Regions from separate parts of the Pan troglodytes genome. Here region 1 is linked to region 2. The links are chromatin contacts, called in public HiChIP or PLAC-seq maps. All regions are on one chromosome and are shown on one strand. The core of a region is the stretch at or near the end of the contact, and the rest is flanking DNA. Distances in the headings are between cores, read along the strand shown. Region 1 holds the start of TMEM216 (transmembrane protein 216). Region 2 holds the start of CCDC86 (coiled-coil domain containing 86).

The links. HiChIP or PLAC-seq counts read pairs in DNA pulled down with a chosen protein or histone mark.
Region 1: a contact with region 2 is called in an H3K4me3 HiChIP or PLAC-seq map of stem cell-derived excitatory neurons, with 2.0 times the contacts expected there. The contact joins the promoter of TMEM216 here to the promoter of CCDC86 in region 2. A contact is called at or near these places in 1 of 7 Hi-C or Micro-C datasets (stem cell-derived neural progenitor cells) and 1 of 1 datasets of contacts at active chromatin or transcription factors (stem cell-derived excitatory neurons).

The regions. Positions count from the first base shown.
Region 1 is chr9:63,639,837-63,643,569 of NHGRI_mPanTro3-v2.0_pri, reverse strand. It overlaps TMEM216 (transmembrane protein 216), which reads right to left and starts at 1,769. Exons shown (of 5, transcript NM_001242568.1): 1 at 1,448-1,769; 2 at 781-882; 3 at 137-229. The coding sequence starts at 1,481.
Region 2 is chr9:63,092,096-63,095,760 of NHGRI_mPanTro3-v2.0_pri, reverse strand. CCDC86 (coiled-coil domain containing 86) reads right to left here and starts at 1,822. Exons shown (of 4, transcript NM_001246553.1): 1 at 1,031-1,822. The coding sequence starts at 1,788.

The DNA.
Region 1 (3,733 bases), core at 520-3,019, 550 kb before region 2:
CTTCAGAGACGGAGTAATAGGATATACAGATCCAGTCTCTGATAGTCAACCTAGGTTATGTACTTTTCTTGTTAATCAAGTTACAGATACCAGCTTGTCTCATAAGGAGTGGAAATATTCTCTGGACAACACTCACCAAAAAACAGGCGAATTACTTCAATTCCAAGATAAAGGAGGAGCATCACCACATCCAGTACTAGGTTAGCTGTTGGATATGGTAGCAGGACACCTGCCAATACAAAAGCCAGAGTTTGCGAACAGCATGTAACAGCACCCACAAGAACTGCCACACACTTGGGAAAAAAGAGGACATCAGTCTCAGCTTTCCATGAACTAGTTAGTGAGATGTGGGCATTATTACAGCAGCAGGATACATAAACTCACAATGCGACTCAGGCTCATTATTATGGTGTTTTACTCCTAACTCCAAAAGTCTCTGGGGACTCCACTCTCCAAAATGATTGGATGTACATGGGTACACAGGCCACTGAATAGTTTCTAAGGGTCACCAGTGGGCTTACAGTGGAGCTCAGCAAAGAGCAGTGATGTGGGCAGAGTCAGAATGGAGAAGCCCACATTTCTCAAACTCAAGAAATTCTTGCTGAGGGGCTGCCTATGGAATCATACTCAAAGAAGCCATCTGATGAGGAGGCCTGCCTTGCAGCGACAAAGAACTGCAGGGGGCAGAAAAGAACGGAAAATAAGAAGGTTCTTGGTAGGAATTGGCTCTGAGCTGAAGTGGGGAAGGGATGCTGTCGTCAAGCCCCAAGCCTTCCTTACCTTTATACAGAAATATGAAAAGTTCCAGCAGGAAATAGGTAGCATTATACCACCCGTTCAGAAAGAACAGGATTTCCAGCGGGGTGGAGGACAACCGTTTACCTGAAAAAGGAGCACAGAGAAGTGGGATGGGCCGGAAGGCAGCTCCCTCTCTGCTCGTATGGGTTGGTGTCTAACTTTGGGGAAACTAGACGCTGCAACTAATGGGACCGGCCACTCAGGGGCACTTCTGGTTGCTGATAATGAGGGGGCGAGGGTACGGGGGTGGGAGTGGAGGGGGCTTCCCTCGTTTCCTAGGAATCACCGTGAAACTCGACTCTTCGGCTTCAGGAATAAAAGTCAAGAGGTAACTCGCAGCTGACAGACATCTCAAAGATCTCACTCTGTCACTATTTGGGAGGGGAAGTTGGGGCGCGGAGACCAACAGATTCGCACCTGAGCCAGCCTAGAAGTGGCCCAGCCAAGGATCTGCGTTTATTTGAGCCGCGCACCTTGAGACCTTCAGGCACCCAGGGTGGGCGGGACCGCGGAAGCCGGCTTTGGACCAGGGAGGCGCGACGTCCCTAACGCTAGAGAATGGAGGGTTTAGGTCAAGCTCTGGGACAGAGGTGGGAGGGAGCGACCGAAGGGAAAGGGACCAGCGACTCACACACCTCCGGAATCTCACCTCGCGGCGCCATCTTCAGTCCCCGTGGCAGCATACGCTGCCACAGCGGCTCCCGGAGCAGCGCGGCGCTGCCGGAAACAGGGACGAAGCGGCCTGGGTTTCCGGCCCCTCTGCCCGCCCGCGGCACTCTGTGGTCACCCGGAGCTGGACGAGCTCGGAGCTGGACGAGCTCGGGCCTGGCCGCAAATGGCCCTCGCTCGGATGTCCCCTCTCCAGACCTAAGGGATAACGGTGACCACCCACGACGCCGTCGTCTGCAGGACCTCAGGGGTGCGGGGGAGGACCTTGGAGGCTCTCAGACTACCGGGCGTTGGGCGGAAGTGGCCAGTTGTGATAGTGTTACCAGGAGATTGGCAAATAGGTCCTACTCCCACGATTCTCTTTTTTCAACGGAAGACAAGAAAAGGTGTGAGCGACGGATCTCTGCAAATGCAGGGTGGAGTTAGCATTGGTCTTTTCTGCGGCCGATTTACCTACCAGGTAGAGACACGAGGGAAATAGAGCGTCCTTTCCAGGAACACACATAAATAAAATGAAACGAGTCACCACGCGATCCATAAAGTGGTGCAGTGGGAGCTGAGAGGACAAAGTGCTCCCAGGTGGAGATCTAAGTTAGTTTCCAAGAGACGGCCTGTGAGCTGGGCTTCAAAGCCTGCCTGATTCGGATTTGCAGCGGTAAAAGCGTGTTGCTGGCCGGGCTTAGTGGCTCACGCCTGTAATCCCAGCACTTTGGGAGGCCGAGGTGATGGATCACCTGAGGTCAGGAGTTCGAAATCAGCCTGGCCAACATGGCGAAACCCCGTCTCTACTAAAAATACAAAAATTAGTCGGGCGTACTGGCGCGCGCCGGTAGTTACAGCTACTTGGGAGGCTGAGGTAGGAGAATCGCTCGAACGCGGGAGGCGGAGGTTGCAGTGAGCTGAGATCGCGCCACCGCACTCCAGCCTGGGCGACAGTGAGACTCTGTGTCAAAAACAAAAAACAGAAAACTGTGTTGCTGCAGGCAGGGGAGTGCAAAAAGAAGGGTTTTGAGAGGACCCAGGTTGACTTGACTTCGCTGTTAGCCCGTTGTCAATCAGGGTAAAGCAGGAAACAGATGGCACGCTCCAACCAGGTAGCCTGAGGAAGGTGACTAAGCTTTATTTTATTTATTTCATTTTATTTTTGAGACGGAGTTTTGCTCTTGTAACCCAGGCTGGAGTGCAATGGCGCTATCTCTGGTCACTGCAACCTCTGCCTCCTGGGTTCAAGCGATTCTCCAGTCTCAGCCTCCCAAGTAGCTGGGATTACAGGTGCCCCCCACCACACCCGGCTAAATTTTTTTGCATTTTTAGTAGAGACGGGGTTTCACCATGTTGGCCAGGCTGGTCTGGAACTCCTGACCTCAGGTTACCCGCCCCCCTCCGCCTCCCAAAGTGCTGGGATTACAGGTGTGATTAATGCCCCCGGCCAAGAGTGACTAAGCTTTAAGCAAAGTGCTGTACCCCTGGCTAATTGGAATGGGGTGGGGCGGTAATTGTTACTTCTAGGCTTAAAAGGGAAGGGCCTGAAACAATTCCCTGAAGCTGGAGAGTAATATGTGCATAGAAGGCCTCCCACTAGGAACCCTCACACTCTAGGAGGCTAGTGGATAAATATAGCAGGGACCTCCATTTCCCTTCTCCCGTCTCTGATCTCTGCTTATGTCTCCCGCTGACACAACTTAACTGCAAGCTGGAGGGCAAGGAAGCCCTTTAGGGTAAGTAGGAAAGCGCAGAGCACAGAGGTTAAGGTGGAAAGGGATCCAGATCCTGCTTCCCCATCTTCGCTGCCTGCAAGACAAGAGACATTAGACAAGTTCCTGCTCTTGTGAGCCTGATATGGAAAGAAAGTGGGCCAGCTGCACCGGGCGCGGTGGCTCACACCTGTAATCCCAGCACTTTGGGAGGCTGAGGCGGGTGGATCACTTGAGGTCAGGAATTCAAGACCAGCCTGACCAACATGGTGAAACCCCATCTCTACTAAAAATACAAAATTAGCCGGGCATGATGGCACATGCCTCTAATCCCAGCTACTTGGGGGGCTGAGGCATAAGAATCGCTTGAACCTGGGAGGCGGAGGTTGCAGTGAGCTGAGACCAAGCCATTGCACTCCAGCCTGGGCAACAAGAATGAAACTATGTCTCAAAAGAAAAAGAAAGAAAGTGGGCCAGCTGCTTGTTTTTGTAAATAAAAGTTCTTTGGAGAACGTCATCATGGTCACTTACTTACATGTTATTATATATTGCAGCTTTCATGCTATTATGGC
Region 2 (3,665 bases), core at 573-3,072:
TTCTTCTGTTTCATCAGGGGTGGGGGGATAATATCCACAGCCTAGGGTTTTAAGGATACAAGAAAAGGGCCTAGCACGAAGCCTGGCACAGAGTCAGCTTCTTCCTTAAAAACACCCTCCTTCCTCATGGTCCCTCACAGGCATACATCCCTGACTCCCCCCTGTGGTTCCCATTAGCTCGAATTGGAACTGAACCCCACACCTCTCCTTCATGGCAGCCTACACTCTTCCTTCTTCAGATGAGCTACTTCGTTCCTTCATTAAATAAGCATTCATTGAGCATTTACTATGCCCTTGGCACAGAAAGACAAGAAAGATCTCGTGCCTGCCCCTTAAGAAAGTTGCAATCCAATTCAAGGTGGATCTACAGGGATTGGGTAAAGGGGTTTTTTGCACACAGGCTTCGGAATCAGATCTGTGCTCAGGTCCTGTGCCTACCACTCATTTAGCCTTGGTTTCCTCACACAAAAAACAGGAATAATAACACCACCTGCTTCACAGGGCTGACGTGCAGATTAAGCGTGATGACACATGCTGTTCCATGTTTGAAAGGCTGTTGACTGGTAAATCCTTATTAAGGCTGTTGACTGGTAAATCCTTATATAATCAGTGCTCAGTAATACTTTTTATTTTAAAGGCAAATAACTGTAATAGACTATATTGGATGAAGACCTCACTGCTTTGATCAAGTAATGGCTGGTTTACTTGCTTCTGCCTCCCTTACTAGAGAGGGCAGACAACGGTAAATGTCTGTTGAACGAATACAGACCTGAGGTGCTACAGGAGAGGCCCATAGGGACCCTGAGGAGGAAAGGCATCAGAGAAATTGATCTTTGAGGGCCTGGCCCCACCCTCTCCGGGATCCCAGGGCATTTTACCACATTCTGATTGTAATTACCTGTTTGCTAACATCCCCACTAACGTGAGCTCTCTCTAACCCTGGGGCTATTCTCCAGGCTGCAGCAGGGCAAAGGCGGGGTCCCAACACCATAGAGAACGCCACCCCTGTCCATGCTGTCCCCCACTTCACCTTTTCTTGGAGCGGTCCTTCCACACTCGTCCCGATTTGGGCTTCCCCTTTGGGATTACAGGAAGCTCCTCTTTATTCAACGTCTTGGACGCTAGGGCCTGGGATGAAGAACCTTTTCGCTTCTTTGCCCCGAAGCCGCCTGTCACCGTCTCCCCAGCTGGAGGTGGTTTGCTCGGCTCATGCTGACCCCGGGGGGAGCCAGGTGCCCTGGGTGTCAGCTCCAGTAGTGGCTGAGAGGGCTCCGGACCGGGAGCTTGCTGACCGGGGTAAGGCTCTGGTGATCCCGGGACCGGCGGTAGCTGATGCTGGGGGGCCCCCGGGGTCAGCTCCTCCTTACTCTGGGCCAACTCCGAGGCCAGTACTCCCTGGTCCTGAGAACACTTTGGTGCCTCCTCACTTGGCTTCGGCTGACATCGTGGGGATTCAGGACTGTACTCCGGCTGTCTTTGAGGCGACTCCAGGTGTAGGTCTTGCTGACGCTGGGGGGACGCTGCGCCTGGCTCTGGCTGCCCTTGGGGGGACTCCAAGCCTGCATCCTGCTGCAGACGGGGTGATCCTGGGCTTGTCTTCGGCGGCCTTTCGGGGGACCCCAGGCCAGCCCGCTGCACACTCGGAGGAGACCCGGGCTCCCTCGTTTCTTCTGGGTTCGACTCGAACTCCACAAGGGCCCGTCTCGTCCGCGAAACTGAGGTGAGGCTCTCGGGGGATTCGGGCCTTAGGCCTCCCAGCCGTCGGCTGCGCCTTAACGGTGTATCCATGGCTCAGCCGGTAAGTTTCCACACCCCTGCGCACGTGCAGCCCCCGCCGAAACCGGCGCCTTCCTATGACGTCAGGAGTCGCCGCGTCCGTGACGCACAGGATGGGGCTGTTGCTGAGGCGGCCATGTTGGTGAGGTGTGGAGAGGCGGGACCGGGGTTGGGACGAGTGGGGCTCAGCATGCGCATGCGCAATTCGCGCGGGCGCAGTTAACATGTGACTGATGTGCTAGTCTTTTTCCTGGGATTCGCTTTTGCCTTTCTTGCAAAGTTTCCTGGGGAAAGAAGAGTGCGCAAGTAGAAAAGGGAAAGTGGGAGGACCCATTTCAGGGAGAGAACAGAGTCGAAAAAAGGTCCGAGGAGCCCATAGGCAAGGCCCGATGGATGTTTGGCAGCCAACTCCGGTGCAGTTGGGGAGAGTCCTGCCCTCCTTGGGCCTGTTTTCTCATTTGTAATAGGGGTCATTTTGCACTAGCTTCGTGCATCCCAAATGATCCTGTCAGAGTCCTCCTCCCACCTACCTGAGGGACTGCTACCTGGGGGTCCTGGAGGTGGAAGATCGGTCTTTTCTGTGTTAATTGTTCACACTCTTGATTCTCCCGTCCTGTGCTTCCGTATATAATCCATGGCTCTCCCTCCCTTTTCAGCGTTTTCAACGTTTGTGAGTGAAGTTGAGGTACCAATAAGATGCGCCACCTTTGTCCTGTGGCTCACCTGGGCCCTCGACCAGCTGCATATCCTCCCACGTCCCTCTTCTTTTGCCCCAGTTCTAGAGACGGGTTGGATCATCTCCGATCTTCCTTTCAGCCCAGACAGTGGTTTTTGCTCGTGTGTGAACCTGCTTCGCCTCCCCTCCCTTCCCTTGCTATTCACCTGTAAATGTACTTTGCTTACTAAGCACTTTGGGACCTCACCAGTGAGCGGGTGTTGACTTCTGGACCTCCCAAGGCCTAGAGAAGACTCTCGGGATGTGGGGTTGGGGAATGTGGTACTGTGGAGACTTTCGTGTGAGACCTAGGAGTGGGGCTTTGATTTACTTACAGCATGCTTCTTAGGAAGAACATCTTGGAAGTGGCCCAGTTGTGTAATTCTTGGAACTGCCTGGGGTTGGCCATTAAAGGTCCCAGGGCCCCTGTCTGACATTCCAGTGGTTTCTTTTAGAAACCATTGTTTCTCCAGCTGCGGGCTTGTGAGAGGGCCTGGGAAATTGTCCAAGAATATCGGGGGTCAGAGTATCCTCATCTTCCTCATGTTCCTGAGTCAAGGAGACCCCTGCAGGGGGGCTTTGCCTGCCTCACTGCTCCTCCCCTGCCATGCAGCTGTCCACAGCAGAAGCAGCCGGGACACCTCCTTGCCCAGCTCTTCCACCCCCCAACTGTCAGAGGAGTGAGTTCCATTCAGTTCCTTAAATGCCCTGCCCCTGCCTGGAGACCCCAATGATCTGACACTCAGAACCAAGCCCGGCAGGTGTTGCCAGAGTGCTGGAGGAGACTGTATGCCCCTCTGCCCTGCTCCAGTCCCCCTTGGCTTGCCCTGCCTCCTAAGCTCTTGTCCCCAGCTGGAGGGATCACTCTCCAGTGCCGATTGGATCATATCCTAGTCTAGCCTGAAATACTTCAGAGGGTGATCTCAGGTTTTCACCAGAGAGAGGGAGATGTGTTTTAGAGGAGGTCTTTGGGTGGCCCCCAGACATTTGGAGGCACTTTGTCAACCTCAGCATCAGGTGGGCTCTGGCCCAGAACCCCCTACTCCCACCTGAGCTCAGTTTGTCATTGTCATTATACATGGTGTGCAGAGGCCCACAGGAGACTCCTGAAATTTTCAGAAGAGCCTGGTGTGGCGATTGCTGTTGGGACCCTGTCCCCTTACACTCCTTTGCT